Regions from separate parts of the Zea mays genome. Here region 1 is linked to region 2. The links are chromatin contacts, called in public Hi-C maps. All regions are on one chromosome and are shown on one strand. Each heading gives the region's core, a stretch centred on a gene start, on an enhancer-like site or on the middle of the called end of the contact. The rest is flanking DNA. Distances are from core to core; before and after follow the strand shown.

Evidence for each region. A called contact is a pair of places that touch in the nucleus more often than the background predicts.
Region 1: a Hi-C map of leaf shows a contact between it and region 2, with 2.6 times the contacts expected there. The contact joins two enhancer-like sites. A contact is called at or near these places in 2 of 25 Hi-C or Micro-C datasets (leaf and tassel).

What each region holds. Positions count from the first base shown.
Region 1 is chr1:260,543,130-260,547,500 of Zm-B73-REFERENCE-NAM-5.0, forward strand. LOC100282926 reads right to left here. Exons shown (of 16, transcript NM_001155831.2): 11 at 4,105-4,165; 12 at 3,959-4,025; 13 at 3,804-3,881; 14 at 2,948-3,012; 15 at 2,600-2,677; 16 at 1,647-2,152. The coding sequence ends at 1,980. Among protein-coding and RNA genes, the nearest start is that of LOC100282926, 9.5 kb to the right of the region's middle. Within about 2 kb of position 2,057, at least 6 of the 20 cell types and tissues checked have an H3K27ac peak or open chromatin away from gene starts, as enhancers often do. A contact at or near this core is called in leaf, where this site is marked.
Region 2 is chr1:260,409,451-260,413,508 of Zm-B73-REFERENCE-NAM-5.0, forward strand. No RefSeq gene overlaps it. Among protein-coding and RNA genes, the nearest start is that of LOC103643723, 43 kb to the left of the region's middle. Within about 2 kb of position 1,936, at least 16 of the 20 cell types and tissues checked have an H3K27ac peak or open chromatin away from gene starts, as enhancers often do. A contact at or near this core is called in leaf, where this site is marked.

The DNA of each region.
Region 1 (4,371 bases), core at 807-3,306, 130 kb after region 2:
CTAATAGCCTTGGTCATGATGTACTCGTAGGTGAGAGTAGTAGTAGCACATCTGATGAGTTAGACATGAGTGCATTTCGAGATGGAATTGCTAATGCATTAGTGTCGTAGTTTAATATGTGAATGTAATGATAGTTATGTTGTAATGAACTCTACTAATTATAATGTAATGACCTTTTGTTGGTTCGGTGTTTATGTGTATCGTTTGTTCAAACAGAATCTGCAATCTGTGAATCTGCGTATTCAAACACCTAGATTCTAACCAATAGCTTTTCTCCACAGCTGGCGAACCAAACACCTAAATTCTAACCACCAGCTTTTCACCACAGCCAGCTTTTCAGAAAAGCTATTCAGAAAAAAGTCGAACCAAACCGGCCCAATGTCTTGTCAAGTGTGTCCCATCCGGGAGCTGAACGGTTTATAGAATAAGCAAGTTATTAAAGGCCTAAAGTATGTTCGTGCCCTTGGTTACATACTCCATTCTCGAAATATATTGTACAATGGGTTAATTACATAATAGTGTCGGTCTAGGCCTAATTACAAACGTTGTACCCCACGGGTGAGGCTGACAAGTGGGCTTGTTTCACATGCCAAGGGGCCACTAGGCCTCTGTTATCCGCGCGTAGTCTTCTTGTTCCAAGTCCCAAAGGCATTCGTGTTGTAGTCTTCGAGGTCGCTTCGTTGACTCGTCTTCTGATTTCGTGCTGAGGGGAAATGGTGACCCCTTGTTGTGCCTAGGATCTTGCCTCGGTCTTCTGAGACCGTGCTTGGGGAGGGAACCACCACGAGCGAAGCCCTAGAGATATTCGACCTTTAGGGCTCGGAACCTCCGCTGTGGATCCAGCCCTCGTTGCCCGCCAACCTTAACTAGGGTCTATGGAGCCTTCGTGCCATGAAAGGGGGACTTCACATATTTGGTGAAGTGCATGTCTATCCTGCTTTCACGAACAAGGTTAGTATGTGATCTCGTATCTATTTCATACTATCCAATTAGACGTAAATCATGTGCATCACACAATCCTTATATTATCTAGTAAATATGATGTTGGTTAACTCCAACCAACATATGCACAGTTAACATTTCAAAGACCTTTCTATATTTATCTAACTTATGTAGTTGTTCTCTCAAACTTCTAGGTGGACAATGCTTCTCAATGATATACCAGTAATCAAGATATATCATGTAGCAACTAGTTTCAAGCAATACTCGAAGAACCCGGATTGTTGATTGGATGTCATCTAGTATGCATATTGGACTTTTCAGAGCCTGCCATGAAGAGAACTATCAAACATGTTAAGGTTATATGGACAACTAGAAAGAGTGTGAACCAACTTGGGAGCTCAAAGAGCAAATACGCAAGTATCCTAACTCTTTTGAGAATGGTGAGTTATATTGTCAAATTTAGGAACAAATTCTTTTTAAAAGGGGGAGAATGTAACGTTTAAAAATAAGAAGGAAAAGGATGCTTGTTTGGCAGACCTAAGCCCAACTCTCAGTAACCCCTTTACCCCTTCCCTCTCCCTTTTCATATTCCTTGTAATGTAAGGAAGATGGACCTCGGCATATCTATAGTTTGATTATAATGTTTGATGACCAACATGACTACTTGGACTAACATTATTTGCTAGTGTTTTTTGAAATAGTTTCAAGGATGCAAAGTGGACTTAGGTGAATTAGTGATCTAGATGATTAATACATCAATAAAGATATTAGAAGACATGTTAAAGACCTATTAGTGCAAGAGTCCAAGGTACTAAGGTAGGATATAATCAAATCGAACGCAAAGATCACAAAGAAACAGTCTAAGGGTTTCAAAGCGTTGGACCAAGGCATCAGACTGGTGGAGTACATGCATCAGATTACACAATAGAGCAAACCCTAGCAAAATTTCAATTGGGCTCAGGGAAGAAGCGAGTTTGGGTCACACAATTGTGGAGGCTCCAACCATCCACTAGCTTGCTACTTGTGGGATTTGAGCATCAATATCTTCGGATGTCCTTTGGGGGCTTGAAATTGATGGGATGAGTCTCTGGCGTCGCTGTCAAGTCCTCTTTCCACATCTTTATAGTCTTATCCGCCTCACAGCTCACAAGCCTTGATCCGCTCACGTCATATGAGAGGGCATATATGCATGCCTCACTCTCCAGTGATCCTGAAAATGGGAGATACCAGTAATGAGCATGATCATTTCAAATCGCATACTTTTCAACGGACATAACATAATCTAGGTAACATCTAGATTATGGAACTCTGGAATAGTTTGGCTAGTTGCTATGGATTAACCAAGGACTCAGTGTGATAACATTTAGGCTTTGTTCGGTTATTCCTATCCCATATATATTGGATTCCCATATATATTGGATGGATTGGAAAAAATTATAAAAGATGTTGACTTGTTCGACCCAATCCACATGGATTGAGAGCACACATGGATTGAGAGCAAAACGAACAAGCCCTTAGGCTGATTTAAGCCACCAGTAGCATTTCTGATACTGGTGTTCTCAAGAACCTCTCATATGAGGAAAAACATTGTGGAGACTCGAAACAGAGTTGCTTATCTCCTATTATCGGTGCCTGCGTGATTCAAATGAAAACTTACCAGGCTGGACTATAGTCTGATCTTGTTGAAAGTTATGACCACTCTTCCAGTCCCAAAACCACAGGCTTCCATTATCCCCTGCACAGGTTTCAAATATTGACAACTTATGAATACACGCCATTCTGCACATCCACATGGTCTCCACAATTTAGCTTAGCTTGACTACAAATAATCTTCAACCTAGTTATATATAACCCAAAAAAGCTAGACTATATTTATTCAACCTTTCAAAACAAATGCACACATGGTTCCAATATTTCCAATCAATATATTATTGTACTTATTCTTGATAAGACCACATGTATGTTCAATTACATTTTGAACACAATGATTTTCAGAGTACATTACCTCCAGTTGCCAAGACACCATCCTCATTTACAGCCATTGAATTGATTATTGTTTTCTGCTGCGACCTGAACGTAATAAAGATGAGGTGTCTCAGTGCCACGTAAGCAGAAGCGCAGAGCATTTAAAAAGAGCCTAATGCAATGTTAAAGGGGGACTCCATGAGTTTCCTCTATATGTTACAAAAAATACAGAATGTTGCACACAATTTAAAAGCGTCACTGGTCAGATCAAGGCAATGAGTATTAGGCCAAAAGATTTGGTTTCGTTTTTTCTCGAACAAGCACAAGAGCTGTATGTCTTTATATAAAAAAGAGAGAAAGGAGGGGCAAAGAAACCACATACAAGGCAACCTAATTATCTCCATTAGGAGTAAAAGGATACTGCACTAAAGAGATTTAGTTTCCTTGCTAGTTGCCAGGTTATAATGGTTCATATTAGAATCAAAATTTAAATATGACAATAGTATCTGGTTAGGAAAATATTGGAAGTATGGTCACAAGTTTACTCCCTCTTCATGTCAGGAAACTAGTAAAATGTGCAGATTCACAAATTTATTATCAAAAAAGGCAGGAAGGGAAGAGTGGAAGTAAAAAAGGCTGGTAAGAATTCATCACACTAGCATATGTATCAAGTAACTTATTCACAAAAAAAAGGTGGTAACTTTTTGGAAAATCGCATAAACGCCCAAGATTTCTTTGCTCGTGGCACCCAACATGTATTGACATTTATAATGCATTTCCTTCTGGCATCGTCATATGATATGGCTTTTGATATTAATCATGTAGCACAGTAAGCATGAACCACAATGTGTTCAGTTACAATGTGAAAATGAAAATTAAATATATGGAAGACTCACAGCATGTTGTGCAGAAATTCGCCTTTGGGAAGGTTAAACTTCTTTACGTTGTCTGCTGATGCTGATGCAAATGCTTTCCTGAAAAAAGGGTTGCTATATAAGGGTCCATAACATTGTAGTCAATATTGAAAATCAAATCATGAATAAAAAATTACTCCTTTGGATGAAGCGCCATAGCTCGGACAGACTTTTTATGGTGAGTAAGGGTACACATAGTCCTCCCTGCAGGAGGAAACAACTGTAACAAAAATATATATGTAAAAACAGCAGTATACAGTGTTCCATTTGACAGATGAATTACCAGCTACAAGATCCCAGAATTTAATAGTTGTATCATGTGAACCAGTAACAACTTGAGGATCCTGAGACAAGAGAAAGCAAGAAAGAAGTTTTTATGAACAGTAAGGCAGGACACATCGGAGTATTTACCATAGCAAATATATATTTTAAAATAGCGTAGCTTAAATGTTAAAACTGCTGATGGCATAGGACTAGAAGTTCTATCAAGGTTGCACATTTGCCTTTATCATTGCACTTTAAACTTTACTAAAACAACCTATAGCATGTA
Region 2 (4,058 bases), core at 686-3,185:
GTTGCTTGTGGCTTCCTGTCGTGTTGGTCTTGGCTGGTTTCTCATTGTCATATGTAGTGTAACATCCTATTGGGAACATTGTCCATCTGTTGGTATTGGGTGGTTTCTCATTGTTTATCTGTGGTATAAGAGCCAACGCCAGCGAAACGTGGATATGAGTGTGCAAAACATTGTTTGACACTGTTTACTACACTGTTTACATAGTGTAGTTTGAAATAGGGAGTGTGATAAAGGGTTGAATATGGAGGCTGCTAGTGATAGTCTTAGACAAGAAACAAAGGAGTGGAACAGATCTACGTGTTTCACATGTGACATACGACACACGATACATAAAAATGTGCTATAAAGTATTAGAGAAAAGTTAGTTTTGATACGGCTGTAATCAGATAAAAAAACACTATAATCAGATAAATAAAATACTACGGCGTGTTTGGCTCCGAGGCCCAGCCATATGTAGCCACACGTGCTTGCAGCCACACCATATTTATGATGTGTTTTTTTACTGTTGTAAATCAACTTAGGTCGTTCTTAGTGGAAATTTCATGCATACCGTCCCGTTAACTAGATGACACGTCTAAGGTGGTCTGAAACTATGATAAAAATGAAATAGTCTCACCTCGATATATAGTTTTTATCTTTGTTGTTTTCTAGGTTGGAACCAAAGACGCTCTCAGCCCACTTTGCGTTGGGTGGGCCTTTTGTTTTGTTATCGGGATACATGCTTTCCTGACCCCGAACGACGCCGTGGGAGAATGGCAACAGTGACTCAGCCCAGGAAGAAAGTCGAGAAGCCCAAGGCCCAATTCGCTAGAAAATACTACTCGACCGTAAAGAATCTTTAGGAGTTATGTAAAAGATTTTATTTTAAAAAAAATCTCATCCAACAATTTCGTAAGTTTCCACGGTCGAGAGAACTTTAATTTGTACCTGCTCCGTATCCGGGGTTTTTTTTTTGGTTCTTGAATCAGTGATGCTTTCATACGTGTGTCGCCGCCGCTCATGCTCCATCTGCTCCCGGCGACCGGCAGCAGCAGAGCAGGTACTTGTTAATATCCGGCGGCAAGCAGTACGTCTGGAAGAAGTTATTGTTGGTGTAGTTCTTCGCGAGGCAGAACTCTGGTAAGCACATCGTCCCGATATCTTGGCACTAGTCTGTCAATCACCCAAAAACACATATAAACGACCATATATGTATGTATACTCCATTCTTCTGTTAACCTGCTGCAACCTACAAACGAGTACGTATACATGCATGTGTGTTAATTACCTGCCGCGGTACAAGACGAGAACACAATGACCATGGCCATGGCCATGAAAAATGCCAACGACAGAACACTAGCAACCTTCTCGGCAAGCATAATTATTATTGTGTGTGGTTGGGGACGAAGTGCTATGGAAAGACGACAAGCACTTGTTCTTCTGTTTGGACGAGTTTCTTGTTCATTGCTCTCCCTCCTTCTCCCGGGTTAGTTATATTAGACAATAGTATATATAGATACAATTAATTACTACTAGAGATAACGCCAAATACTAGGAAATAATGAAAAGTTATTACTCTTCGATATCCTTATTAAGAGTAACAATATTAAAACAATAGAAAAATAATTGCCCCTAAAAGTAGACATGCCATCGAGAAGGGAATAATTTGTGTAAACTTTTTATTATTATTATTATCTAGTCATGCCAAACCAAAGTGAAAAAAAAATCTTAATTAATACAAGTCCAAATTAAAACGTTCATATACTAATTATGTAAATTACTATCTGGTCCATCACCTATATGATGAATAACCTATAGGGTAGAGTTATTCATCACCTATAATGATGAACCGAACGCCTGGACCAATCCAACTTGACGCGCTAATCGTCTGCTCCCGATCAGCCACAGCATGCCTCGCGCTTCAATCGAGCGTGCTACCCGCCACACCCGATCAATCCGCACACCCCAACAAACCACCGTGTGTCGTTGTGCCCCACGTTCTGACAGGGTCCAGGCTGCTTTCAAATTTGTACTACAGAAAGTTACTTTTTAATGTAGCTGCAGAAAAGCTGAACCACTTTGGTTCAGCAAAGCAGAAGCAGATTCAAAGAGTTGAACCAAACACACCCTAAGACTATAACGAAACGACTGAAACTATAACAAAAATTGCATAATTAAAATATATATTTTGGATATTGTTGAAATTCGCTATGAGAAACAATAAACCATAAATTACTGCTAAGTTGTGCTAAAAAATATTTGAACAAACTTGGATGTGTTTGCCATATGAGTTCGTGTTTCTGCTTTTTTGACACCCACGGTTTTTTATCATCAGCCACGCCACTGTCTACTTTTTGCGTAGGTTGGGTCACGAAAGAGACCGTCTTAGAGAAAGAGACCGTCTTAGAGGAATGTGTGACTTGGGCCTTGCTCTTGGGGGAATTGGTGCGGGTTGTGGCAAGTCAGCAAAGGTGACGCGACACTTGTTCTTTTGAGGAGGCATGAAGTTGTTGTCGTCATTTGCCTTTGACGTGTCGTCTAGTGTTTTACGTGCAGATCGCTTGGTGCCTATGTGAATACCTAAAGACGTTGGACGACCAATCTGCTATCTAGTCCATGGTATATCAACGTTGATACCCTCCTGACTTGATTCAATTGTAATATGTTCCGGACTGATCGGTGACTAGTCAACAGACTTCATATACATGTATTTTGAATACCAAAACGATCATTGTTAAGAAACAAATATAAAAGCTTAACCAAAAAACATGTATGAAAGCATCGAATGAATGGATATAAATAAAACAAAATATTGTAGCCAGAGAATATATATTGTATATATGCATTCACTACCGAAATATGGCTCTTTGCCGAATGTTAGGCGCTTTGCCGAGTGCTTTTGGTCACTCGGCAAAGCAGTCTTTGCCGAGTGTGGCACTCGGCAAAGTCCTACTCTCGGTAACGGCCACGTTTACCAAGAGTAGGACACTCGGTACAGGGAAACACTCGGCAAAGAAAAGTCTGCTGAGTGCCCAACTCTCGGCGAACCTAGATGCTCGGCAAAAGGTCCATTAGCGCCCGTCTATAGCTGACGGCTTTACTTTTGCCGAGCACCAGGCCTGACTCCGGTATTGATTGTTGAGTATTCCATCAACAATGGGGTGGATGGGAGAAAAATATTTTGTGGCCGGAGCATAGTGTATATATATCATACATTATGCATCTAAAATGCACAACTAAAAGGATCATTCTAAGTAGCAACCTTTATAGCAGTATATTAACTGCAATTAACTCATGTTGGTTGTATAAAAAATGTAACACATAAAATAAATAACGTAGTTGCATACGTAAAAGAGGTGAAGGAATGTCTGAACCATGAAAATGCATAAAACATAAAGAAACCCAACTAACAAATAAAAACAGTGATGTAGAAAAATGAGTGTAACTGTAATATAGTGCCATTTTTTTATAAATTTTGCATCTACGAGCATAAACATCACATTTACTTCTTACTCTGTGTAACAAGAGTCTAATTTAATAGTATTTCGCATTGGATGATAGTATAAAAAACTGTGATCCGAATGACAATGACCTAGAAAAAAGGGTATGTAACTGGGGTTTGCATATTTGCGATTTGCATAATGGTGACTGCTTATAAAAATGTGGGAATAATATTGAAAAATAAAACTCGAGATAACCCTAGAAAAAAATGGCTTTGAATGCAAAATTTTGTTTATCTGCACAGCTTACATCAACTTTGGTTTACTCGATGGTGTACCACGGGCACCGCCTTCGGCAGGGGGTGTTGATCAGCAAGCAGAGAAAGGAGTGAATGAGAATTGAGGTGTTGCTCATCGGACTGCTTGCCCTCGACTAGGAACAGAGCTCAAAGCAGTCGCAACGGTTGTGTAGAATGTAGACGGCGCAACAGATTCAAGCGCTTGATCTCGAGGGAGAGACGGTGGCTGAGGTTGCGTCTCTATCGCGGGGGTGATGGTGGAACAAAAGTAGGAACCGGGAAGTTGGAAAGTCGGGAGAGAAGAAGTGCAGTTGATTCGGTTTGACAGTTCTTGCCTTTG